2 separate regions of the Rattus norvegicus genome follow, and region 2 is linked to region 1. Evidence: chromatin contacts called from public Hi-C data. All regions are on one chromosome and are shown on one strand. Each heading gives the region's core, a stretch centred on a gene start, on an enhancer-like site or on the middle of the called end of the contact. The rest is flanking DNA. Distances are from core to core; before and after follow the strand shown. Region 1 overlaps Ccdc61 (coiled-coil domain containing 61). Region 2 holds the start of Irf2bp1 (interferon regulatory factor 2 binding protein 1).

Region 1 (4,656 bases), core at 1,283-3,782:
GGATTCTAGGCAGGGGCTCTACCACTGAGCCACGCCCCCAGCCCCTCACTGGGGGATTCTAGGCAGGGGCTCTACCACTGAGCCCCGCCCCCAGCCCCTCACTGGGGGATTCTAGGCAGGGGCTCTACCACTGAGCCACACCCCCAGCCCCTCACTGGGGGATTCTAGGCAGGGGCTCTACCACTGAGCCACGCCCCCAGCCCCTCACTGGGGGATTCTAGGCAGGGGCTCTACCACTGAGCCCCGCCCCCAGCCCCTCACTGGGGGATTCTAGGCAGGGGCTCTACCACTGAGCCACGCCCCCAGCCCCTCACTGGGGGATTCTAGGCAGGGGCTCTACCACTGAACCATGCCCCCAGCCCCTCACTGGGGGATCTAGGCAGAGGCTCTACCACTGAGCCACGCCCCCAGCCCCTCACTGGGGGATTCTAGGCAGGGGCTCTACCACTGAGCCACGCCCCCAGCCCCTCACTGGGGGTTACTAGGCTGGTGGTCTACCACTATTTTTCCAGTATGTTTTATTATTTTATCAGGAGGTAATGTTAACATGATCTATTGTTGCATTTAGAATTTTTTTAGTAGAAAGAGCCAGAAGGCAAGGACAGTTTTAGAAAAGGAATATACTGTCTGTTCTTACTTTTTCCTTGATTTTTTTTTTTTTTTGTTCTTTTTTTTTGGAGCTGGGGACTGAACCCAGGGCCTTGCGCTTCCTAGGCAAGTGCTCTACCACTGAGCTAAATCCCCAACCCCTTTTTCCTTGATTTTACACCCAGGTTTTTTTTTTTTTTTTTTTCTGATACTGATAAAGCATAGTTTCCAAGGAAAGTAACAATTTTTTAAATGACTATTTTTATTTTATGTGCATGGTGTCTTGCCTGCATGCCTATCTGTGAAGGTGTCAGATCCTCTGGAACTGGAGTTACAAGAGGTTGAGAGCTTCCATGATGGTGCTGGGAATCGAACCCTGGTCCTCTGGATGAGCAGCCAAAGCCGTTAACTGTTGAGCCAGCTCTCGGGCCGCAGTAACAATTGTTTTCTTTATCCTGAACAATACCAGTGCACTCACTGGTGAGACTTTGACTGCAGGTTAGATGTTTTTGCAGCCTCTTTTGCCTTGAATCTGTGTATCCCACTTGCTAAAACCCTGTATTCCAGTCACATTCTGCAGTGTTACTCTTCCTTTGGTGTACATTTGTGCCTTGGAGCCTGTTGATTGCCCCCCACCTCCCGACTTTGGTGATAGTTCCTGAGGCAGGAGGATTGCTGGGACTCAGAAATTCAAGATCAGCCTGGGCAGTATAGCCAGAGCCTACATAAAGTATTTTCACATAGTTCCAGAGTCAAAAGCTGGAGAGAGGGGTACATCCAGAGAAGTCCTGTTTCTCTACCTGTACCTCTTCTCTCCCCATAGGCAGCCCCTTCTTTATTTGAAAGTTTTTCATTTATGTTTTTTACAACTTTTTTTTCTTTTCTTTTCTTTCTTTTTTTTTTTTTTTTTTTCTAAGCTGGGGACCGAACCCAGGGCCTTGCGCTTGCTAGGTAAGCGCTCTACCACTGAGCTAAATCCCCAACCCCTTCATTTATGTTTTTAAAAGTACAAACCACCTCAGATCATTTTCAGCCTCTCCCATTTCCTTTTACAAAAGAGGACTTGGTACATACATCTGCCCTGTGTCAAATAGTAGAAATCCGCTCTCCTTTTCATGGAGGCACTTCTCTGTGGATGCACAGGGAAATCCAACTAGTTCTCCATGGATACTTGCTTACCTTTGCTTCCCTGTTTATAAGCAGCAGGGAAGGAAAGCCTTGGGTATGTGGCGTTTTCGTAAGGGTCTTTGAGCAGGGTAGTGACCTCATCAGTTTGGTTTGGCTGGCAAATAGAAGATTTGTCTGGGAAAGGTTTGGAAATGGAAACAAGGTCAGTTGAGCTGTGCTCGCTGCAGGCATCTTTTAGCCAGGTCACCATGTCATTAGGGCTTGTATGGGGGTGGGTGAAAGTCAAGTAGCTTTAGTATCCTCCTTGCTTCGGAGTGAGTTGACAGGGACAGACTCCTTCCAGGGGACTGTATTCCTCCTTCCTGGGGGACCTTAGGAACTGCCATCTGTGGAGCTCACAGAGTACTCAGTTTCCCTCTCGCTCTCCCTCCCCCCGCCCTCCGCAGGGTGACCCGCTTGGCGTCAGAGAAGCGGGAGCTGGAGGCGCAGCTGGGCCGCTCCCGAGAGGAGGCTCTGGCGGGTCGGGCAGCTCGCCAGGAAGCCGAGTCGCTGCGGGGGCTGGTGAGGGGCCTAGAGCTGGAGTTACGGCAAGAGCGTGGCCTTGGGGGTCGGGCTGCTGGCCGCCGCAGCCAGGATTGTCGCAGACTAGCTAAGGAGGTGAGGGAGCGGATGCGGTGAGGGGGCGCTGCGGTGGACCTCGGCCTGCTATGGACCTCAGCGGTCCCTGTTTTCCTTCCGCAGCTCGAGGAGGTAAAGGCGTCAGAGCGCAATCTGCGTGCTAGGCTCAAGACTCTGAATTGCGAGCTGGCTATGTACCGAAGGGGGTGAGAGGCGTGGCTCATGGGGAGGTGGGGCTAAAGGAGGGGTGGGGTGAGAAGATGGCTTTGGGGTGGGTGGGCGGGGCCTGTGGAGAATTAGGTAGGGCCTGGAGGTAGTGTCTGGAGTACAGTGGAGCCTAAGCGCTTAGTGATCTCAGGTAAGATTCAAGGAGCTAACTGCTGACCTTGATTGGCGGAGAAAGGGCTTCCAGGGAGCTGTGAGAGAAGGAGGACCTCGGAAAGAAGGATCGGTGAAGGTGTTTGGATGTAGGGAAGTAGTGGCAGGTCCTGGAAAAGAACTTGGACAAGGTGGGGTATAGAAAGGTATCTGTGAGCTGGGTAATGTTTGAGGAGATAGAATGTGGGCCTCAGGGTATAGAGGAGGTGCGCGTGGCACCAGAGTTGGTGTGGGCTAGTGAATGGGAAGCGGACAGTGGACTCAATGCTCCCAGGAGACGCACGTTGCCGGCTGGAGCCAGGGAGGACCGAGCTTTATCATCTCGGGAGCGCTCCACGTCTCGTGGTCGCACGGCCACTCGCTCCTCATCGCGGGAGAGCAACCGCGGAGCCCGGAGTCACGGCCGGCCAGCACACCCCTCACCCTCACCTACAGGTCAGTGACCGCCCCACCTCTTGCTGTGGGGGAGGCAGACAGGTGCCGGCCGGTATGCAAGCCAGCCTTTTCCCTACATTGTCTAGGTAGTCGTGTGCCCCGTTTTGACCCCACAGCCTTCGTGAAAGCCAAAGAGAAGAAGCAGAGAGAGATCAGGATGAAGTAAGTCAGTGCCAATTTCCCACCTCTGTTCTGTGCTCGGTTCTTACTTCAGTTCCTCTTCCCACCTCTCACCAACCTGTAGCTAAGCCTTGTCTCTTCTCTGGGCTCCCACTTCTCTCCCTGCTCCGTCTCCTCTCCTCCATTTTCCGTACCGAGCTAACCTCTTGGCTAACTCTGCTTTCCTCTGCTCCCATCTCCTCCCTTGGTCCTTCTTTCTTCCCTTGTCCCTGTTACCCCTGCACCCCGATTCAGCCCCCTCTCGTGGTCCCGCCCTCTCCTGAGCTCGTTTTGCTCTCCTAACCCGTCAGGTGCACTGCTCATTTTCCCCACCCACACATATCAACATCTCCAAGTGACCTCTAGCTGGCCACCGACTCTGGCTGTGGCTGGTTCCAATCCCCGCAGTAGTTGGTGTACATTCCTAGTCTCTGGTTTTCTAGGCGGCAGCAGCAGCAGCAGCAGCAGCGGAACCGAATGGGCAGTGGAGGAAGCGGGGACGGTCCATCTGTCTCATGGTCTCACCAGACTCGGCCCCCTGCTGCTGTGACCGGCCGAGGGGATGCAGCTAACCGCTCCCGGAACCGCAGCTCCTCCGGTAACCAGCTCTGAGAGGCAGTGTGGCTGCGGGCGGTGGGCGGGCCATGTGACTCCTGGGCCTCACGCCCTTCGTCTCCCCCTAGTGGACAGTTTCCGCAGCCGCTGCTCGTCAGTCAGCTCCTGCAGTGAGCTAGAGGATTTCTCCCAGTCAGTTTCCAAAAGGTAATGATTGGACTCTGGGGGAAGACACTTTGGAAAGGGTGCCTGGGGAGAGTGGAAGCAATCTTTTTCAGGGAAATTAGGTGACGGAGGTTGGAGGTCTTAAAACCACGAAGTGGGTCAGGAGGGAGGTGCCAAAGATGCTCTGTGGTCTTCGATTGCCCTCTTTTTCTAGTCGTCGTTGCCGTGGACGCGGGAAACCACCCAGCCCCATACCCTGGAGTGGGTCCAAGACGGTGAGGCTCATTCCCAGGCTGGGAGGTGGGTGGGGTAGTACTAAACCACAGAAGATAAGCCATCATCTATATTCTATGATTCTCTAGCCTGGGGATACCAGGTTGTAGAGGGGAATCTAGAATGACCCTTGAAGAAGGGTGTTTGGGCTTGGTGGGCAAAATCTTAGTGGCCACAGTATGTTGCTTTAAGTTTTGGACTGAAGATGTGGCTCAGTCGGTAGACTACCCTTCTGGTAAAGGCCCTGGGTTCTGTATAAAGAGGGTGGGTAGAGTGGCATTCAAACCAGCACTCAGGAGGTGGAGGCAGGAGCGTTCAAAGTCTAAGATCAGCTTTGGCTATCCAGTGAGTTTGAGG
Region 2 (5,226 bases), core at 1,559-4,058, 110 kb before region 1:
TTCAGAGTGCTGGCTACAACGCAAACCTATTCCCCAGTTTCTTTGTGAGCGCCGTGCAGGAGCTGAACCCTGTCAGAATCTCAGTACCATCGTCTGCAAAACCGGCCTCGACTACACCTTTTAATCAGAGCACAGCAAATGTACACTACTACAAACAGCCGCCCACTGGACAAAAGGCGCCACCTAGTGGTCACAACGCAGAAGTCCTCTCTCTTAGGACAAGTCCAATCCCGAAGGGGGCGCAGCATCTCATAAAACTAAAGGGACCAAGAAGGGGGAAAAAAAACAACCCATCTCTCAGTTTATTGAAGGAAAAAAAGGGTGGGAGAAGGGAACAATAAAATGCTTTTGCTTCGTTTATAAAGAGCGAGTTCTCAGGAGGTCCCTTTCAAGGACAAGCGGGGTACCTCTTCCCCCAACTACCAACAGCAGGAAAGCCAAGCCAAGAAAGGAGAAAGAAACTGGAGGGGCCCAGGAACTCCAAACACCCGCTCTGACAGGAGCCACAAGCTCTCTCCCCCCACCCACAATGTATCTACCCCAGGGGACCCATCTGGGCAGAGGAAAGGGTATCTACACAGGTTAGGGTGGTACTGGGCTGGGTGGGGTAGGGAATAATTTATCCGCAGTCGCGGAGGATGGTTAAGGGGGAGGGGAAGCAGCCTGACGGCAGTGGCAACCTAGGGGTCCCTTTCTTTCTTGACCTTGATGTCACCAGCAAGGATGGTAGCGATCTCGCCCTGCATGAAGGCCCAGGGGACAGAGGAACCCACCAGTGGGCATTTGTCTCCACTGGGGCAGTACACCTCTCCAGCTGGACCCTGTGCCTTGATGAACTCTCGGGAGCAAGGAAAGCAGAACTTGTGTCCAGGTACCGAGGGACACTGCACGAAGTGGGTGTCTTCCAGCCTTTCTCTGCACAGGGTACAGCACAAGGGGGCTCCAGGGGTCGCCCCTGTGCCGCTACCACCCCCGCTGACAGCTTCAGCCCCGGCCGTGGGACTGACTTCTGCCTCTCCATTGCGTGCCACTAGACGATGCTGGGTTGGTGGCTGGGTCGTGGAGGAAGCTGCAGGGCTAGCACCCCCTGCACGGACAGAGCCTCCACCCCCACCAGGGTCCTTGGGTGAGTGGCCCAGAGCCTCCGCCACATTCTTAAGGGCAGCAATAGGTGAAGGCACACCAGGGGTCTCTGTAGAGTATGGACCGCCTGGTGCCACCCAGTGCCGCTGTTGCTGCTCCTCCGTGGTCATCTTCCCAGCTGTCTCGCCCTCGGGCTCAGGGGATGCTTTGCGACGTCGTGGTGTGGGTGCCAGGTTCCGGGATGGGGCTCTCGGTGGTGGGCCACACAGAGCAGCAGGGGCCGGTTCTGGGTACTGCTGGGGCAGGGCCTCCGCAGGAGCAGGCTCTCGGAAGCTTCGGACCCCATCGGTAAGTAGCTCTCCCAACTGGCGCCATTCCCCTGAGCCGTGGCGGCGTTCATATTCGAGGTACTTGAAGCCCGATGAGGCCAGGGCCTTCCCTGGCTCTCGAAGAGCATCATGAAACATCTGGCGAGCCACTGCAAGGACCCCCGCGTACACATTGCCAGAACCACAGGGATACTCGGTGAAGAGCTTCAGCTCAAACTCATAGCCAGGAGGGCGGGCAGTGGCATCAAAGGCAAATACCCGTCCCACCAGCCCATGGTCCTTCTTGAATCGGACATTGAAAGGGGCACAGGCGGACAGCGCCAGTAGCTGTTCCCTTACAGCCTTGGGACGCCCATGCCACTCCTCCGCCCGGCCCCGCATGGCCTCGTTCAGTTCTGCCAAACAGTCCGCATTCCTCTGCTGCTTCTCCTTCTCGAAATCGGAGCCGAAAAGTGGACGAGCGGGGCTTAAGCCAGGTGCCAGCGTCAGAGCTCGGCCTCCGAGGCCAGACACTGCAGCTGCCAGCAGCCCGGGGGGCATCAGGCTGGGGATGGAGCCAAGCAAAGCCCTGCGTGCCCCTTCCGCCACAGCCTCCTCCCGGCCCAGCCCGTTGGCCAAGCGGGACCCCAGGGTGTACTCCAAAGCCGGCGAAGGCAGCGCCAGGCGGCTGGATGAAGTAGCCCTGTCATAGCGGTCCGGGCCTGAGACGCTACCTCCGGTCCCCGATGGCTGCGCCTGGGCCTGCGGGGGTGGCAACTGGGAGCCCTGGGAGCCCGTGGAGGCCAGGTCCTTGGAGGTCGGGTGCTTGAGAGCCGGGGGTCCCGGCGAGCGGCCCTCGGGGAGCACGTGGCTGCGCTTGAGCTGGCGGGCAGCGTCGATGAGCAGCTCGATGCGGTCCGCGCCCTCGAAATTCACGCACCCGCGGCACACGGCCTCGCTGAAGTCCCACACCATGGCCCACGGCATCTTGGGCAGGTCGCACAGGTAGCACCACTGGCGGCGGGACGCTTGCACGGACGCCATGGCGCCCCCCGGAGCGCCGCCAGGTGCCCCCGCTGTGCACCCGCCGCCCACGTTCACTCCGCCGTGCCCCGGGACCGGCGCGCGAGCCGCTCAGTCGGGCCTCCGGCTCGGCCTCCCCGCCGGATTCAGGCCCGGCCCCCCTTCCCCGCCCCCTGGGCCCTCAGCCTTTTTTTTTTTTTTTCTCACTCCCGCCTCCGGTGGAGAAGGCAAGCCACGAGCACGCACGTCGGCGCCCCCGTCCGGTCCGCGCCGCGAGCCGAGATGCACAGCTCCAGCTCCTGAATGGGCCTCGGGCGCCGCCGCCCCAGGCTCCCGCCGCTTCGCTCGCGCCGCCGCCGACGCCGCTGCAACGGCCGCCGTCGCCTCCTCCTCCTTCTTCTGCCCCAGAGGCCGCTTCGCAGGGAAAGTTACATAACGCGCGGGCAAAGCCTTCTGGGAAATGTAGTCCCGTCGGGACTGCTTCTTAAAGGGGACTGGGCAGAAAGCAGTGGCGGGAAAAGAGGGCGCGCGCTGGTCTCTGTGAGCTTAATTCTCACTGTGCCTCGACAAAAAGCCGGGGTTTGCACACAGGATCCAGGAAATGGGTAATGGTCTCATAAATGCTCGAGGTGGTTAAGTTGCAGGGCATGCAATTTTCCCCATTTTTTCTTGAGACTTGGATTTATTCCTTAGCTCAGGCTGGCCTAGAAGGCTAGCCTATGTAGCCTAGGCTGGCCTCATTCTTGCTGCAATCTCCCTGCTTCAGCCTTCTCGGTGGGTTTACAGGCCTGGGACCATACCCAGATCTCGGAAAGCAGTTTCTACTCTGATTTGCTGAGCAGGTTTAGAAAAGAGTCTTGCCCTCTCTTAGAATCCCGCCTCTTCGAGAAGGGCCAATAACGGGTTAGGAAGGCCGCAGCATTTTGGGATGGGGCGGAGAGGTTCTGATTGGACGGTTTCAAGGGGATGGTTCAGGCTACTCTCTTTGAGAGTGGCGTCTACTTAGCAGTTTGTCCTCCCACCCACTCCCCAGTGTCTTAGGTAACTAGCCTCAAGGGCTCCCCACAGGCAACAAGATGAGAAGACTGTAAGCTTCCGAGCCAGGTGCCTGCCTTAGTTTTCTCATCTGCTAAAGAATGTTCACTGAGCCTCCTAGTTCTGCTCCAGGTGCGCACGTACTTTGGTCTCTAAAGGGTTACACAGCTGGCTTCTCAGTACATCCCCAATTTCACTACAATTCCCAAAATGCTCTGCGAGATGGACGCAGTGACGTACTTCCTCTGCCTGGAAGCTTAGGGGAGGCCTTCCCAATCCTTGCCCCCCCCCCCCTTACTAGCAGGGAATTTCGCTCCCCGCCCCCCATTGGGGGCTGGGGTCGGGGGCTCTTATTACTCGTAGATTTGGAATGAAGGAGCCAAGAGTTGATTGCTGGGAAGGGCAACACCAAACCTCCAAGTGCTTAATGGCCTGGTGGGCCCAATCTGGCTCTGGGCACCCCATATTTTCTCTTCGTATTTTTTTGTAGTGTGGGGGTGGGGGAGGGAGAAGCGATGTATGTCTCCAGGTCCTAGCTCACATCAGCCCTTTCGCCTCATTCGGCCTGGGCCCCCACTGGTGCTCTCAAAACATTTTTTTTTTTTTCTGAATGTCTTGTCAGTTTGCATTCTTCCAGGTTTCCACATAGTGGAGGCTTGGCGGTTTTCTCACCCCCACCCCAGAGTAGTCACAGCAGCCCAGGCTTTCTATTTCAGCGTTACAATTTTACCTACCACCTGCATTACTATTTTAACACTCCTCCCTTAAACAAATTGCCTATTTTTGTCGTTTCCTGGGAGATACTATGTTCGCAACCATTGGTTTCGTGTACTACTGTTTATTTACTTTCTCTTGCTTATACGTGGTGCTGGGATGGAATCCAGGGCTTTATGCTAAGTGCTCTACTACTGAGATGTGCTAGTAGCCTGTATTTTTATTTTGAAACTGAGCCTTACTAGGTGGCCCAGGCTGGCTCAGGATTTCTCCTTCCTCAACCTCCTGGAGGCTGAGATTTCAAAAGTACATTAACCATGCCTGGATTTATTTATTGTTTTCTTTTTCTAGAGACAGGTCTCTGAAGCACAGGTTAGCCTTGAACTCGAAGCAAGCTTTCTTAGTACTGGAACTGCACATGTGAGCCACAATCCCTTAGCTCTTTAAGGCTGTTTAAGCCTGTTTCTTGTTCCGTACACTCCTAGGGTCTGACCCTCAGGCAGGCTATCTGTCCTTGCCTGAGTTAACCACCCAAGTTGCTGTATTGAACTTCTAACAGACCTAGATAAACTCCAATTCAATCCTGTTTGTAACGTTCTTTGGAGATTTTTTTTTTTAAATACAGGGTAACAGGCTGCTGAAGTAACTGGTGGGATTGCAACCTTCAGTGTGTACTTCTACACCAGGGTTAGTTAAAGCTTTTAGGGGGAAAATCACCTGCCTCAGGTTCAGGAGGCATATCCTCCGGGAGGGTGTGGCCTACCAGGGGAGGGGTGGAGCAATCCTAAACGCTGGCCTCCCAAGGCCCGTCTCAGAGCCTCAAGTTAATTGTATGAAAATAAGTTTATTGACATCTTGTCAGCACTGAAGAGAAAGGGGGGAGGGGCTGAGCTCCAGAGGTCAGACACACCTTGCAGCCGTGGGAGGCAGAGGACCCAACCTATACCTCCCCAGTCAGAATTCTGCTGCCTCCTCCTCAGAATCCTCCACCTTCTACATTCTGATTTGTCTAGCAACTTCCAACCCTTCCGAAGAAGTCTGGGCTGGGGCAGTGGGGAGGTCC

The links. Hi-C and Micro-C count contacts between places; a contact is called where the count stands out from the background.
Region 2: a Hi-C map of liver shows a contact between it and region 1, with 4 times the contacts expected there. The contact joins the promoter of Irf2bp1 here to the enhancer-like site in region 1. A contact is called at or near these places in 4 of 12 Hi-C or Micro-C datasets (the A7r5 cell line, kidney and liver).

Annotation. Positions count from the first base shown.
Region 1 is chr1:87,666,342-87,670,997 of GRCr8, reverse strand. It overlaps Ccdc61 (coiled-coil domain containing 61), which reads left to right. Exons shown (of 14, transcript NM_001106229.1): 6 at 2,163-2,373; 7 at 2,458-2,540; 8 at 2,987-3,147; 9 at 3,234-3,309; 10 at 3,750-3,904; 11 at 3,990-4,068; 12 at 4,241-4,301. Among named protein-coding and RNA genes, the nearest start is that of Pglyrp1, 8.8 kb to the right of the region's middle. Within about 2 kb of position 2,532, at least 58 of the 93 cell types and tissues checked have an H3K27ac peak or open chromatin away from gene starts, as enhancers often do. A contact at or near this core is called in kidney and liver, where this site is marked.
Region 2 is chr1:87,778,364-87,783,589 of GRCr8, reverse strand. Irf2bp1 (interferon regulatory factor 2 binding protein 1) reads right to left here and starts at 2,808. Exons shown (of 1, transcript NM_001107483.1): 1 at 107-2,808. The coding sequence starts at 2,435. The coding sequence ends at 681. It overlaps Mypop (Myb-related transcription factor, partner of profilin), which reads right to left. Exons shown (of 3, transcript NM_001395139.1): 3 at 4,988-5,226.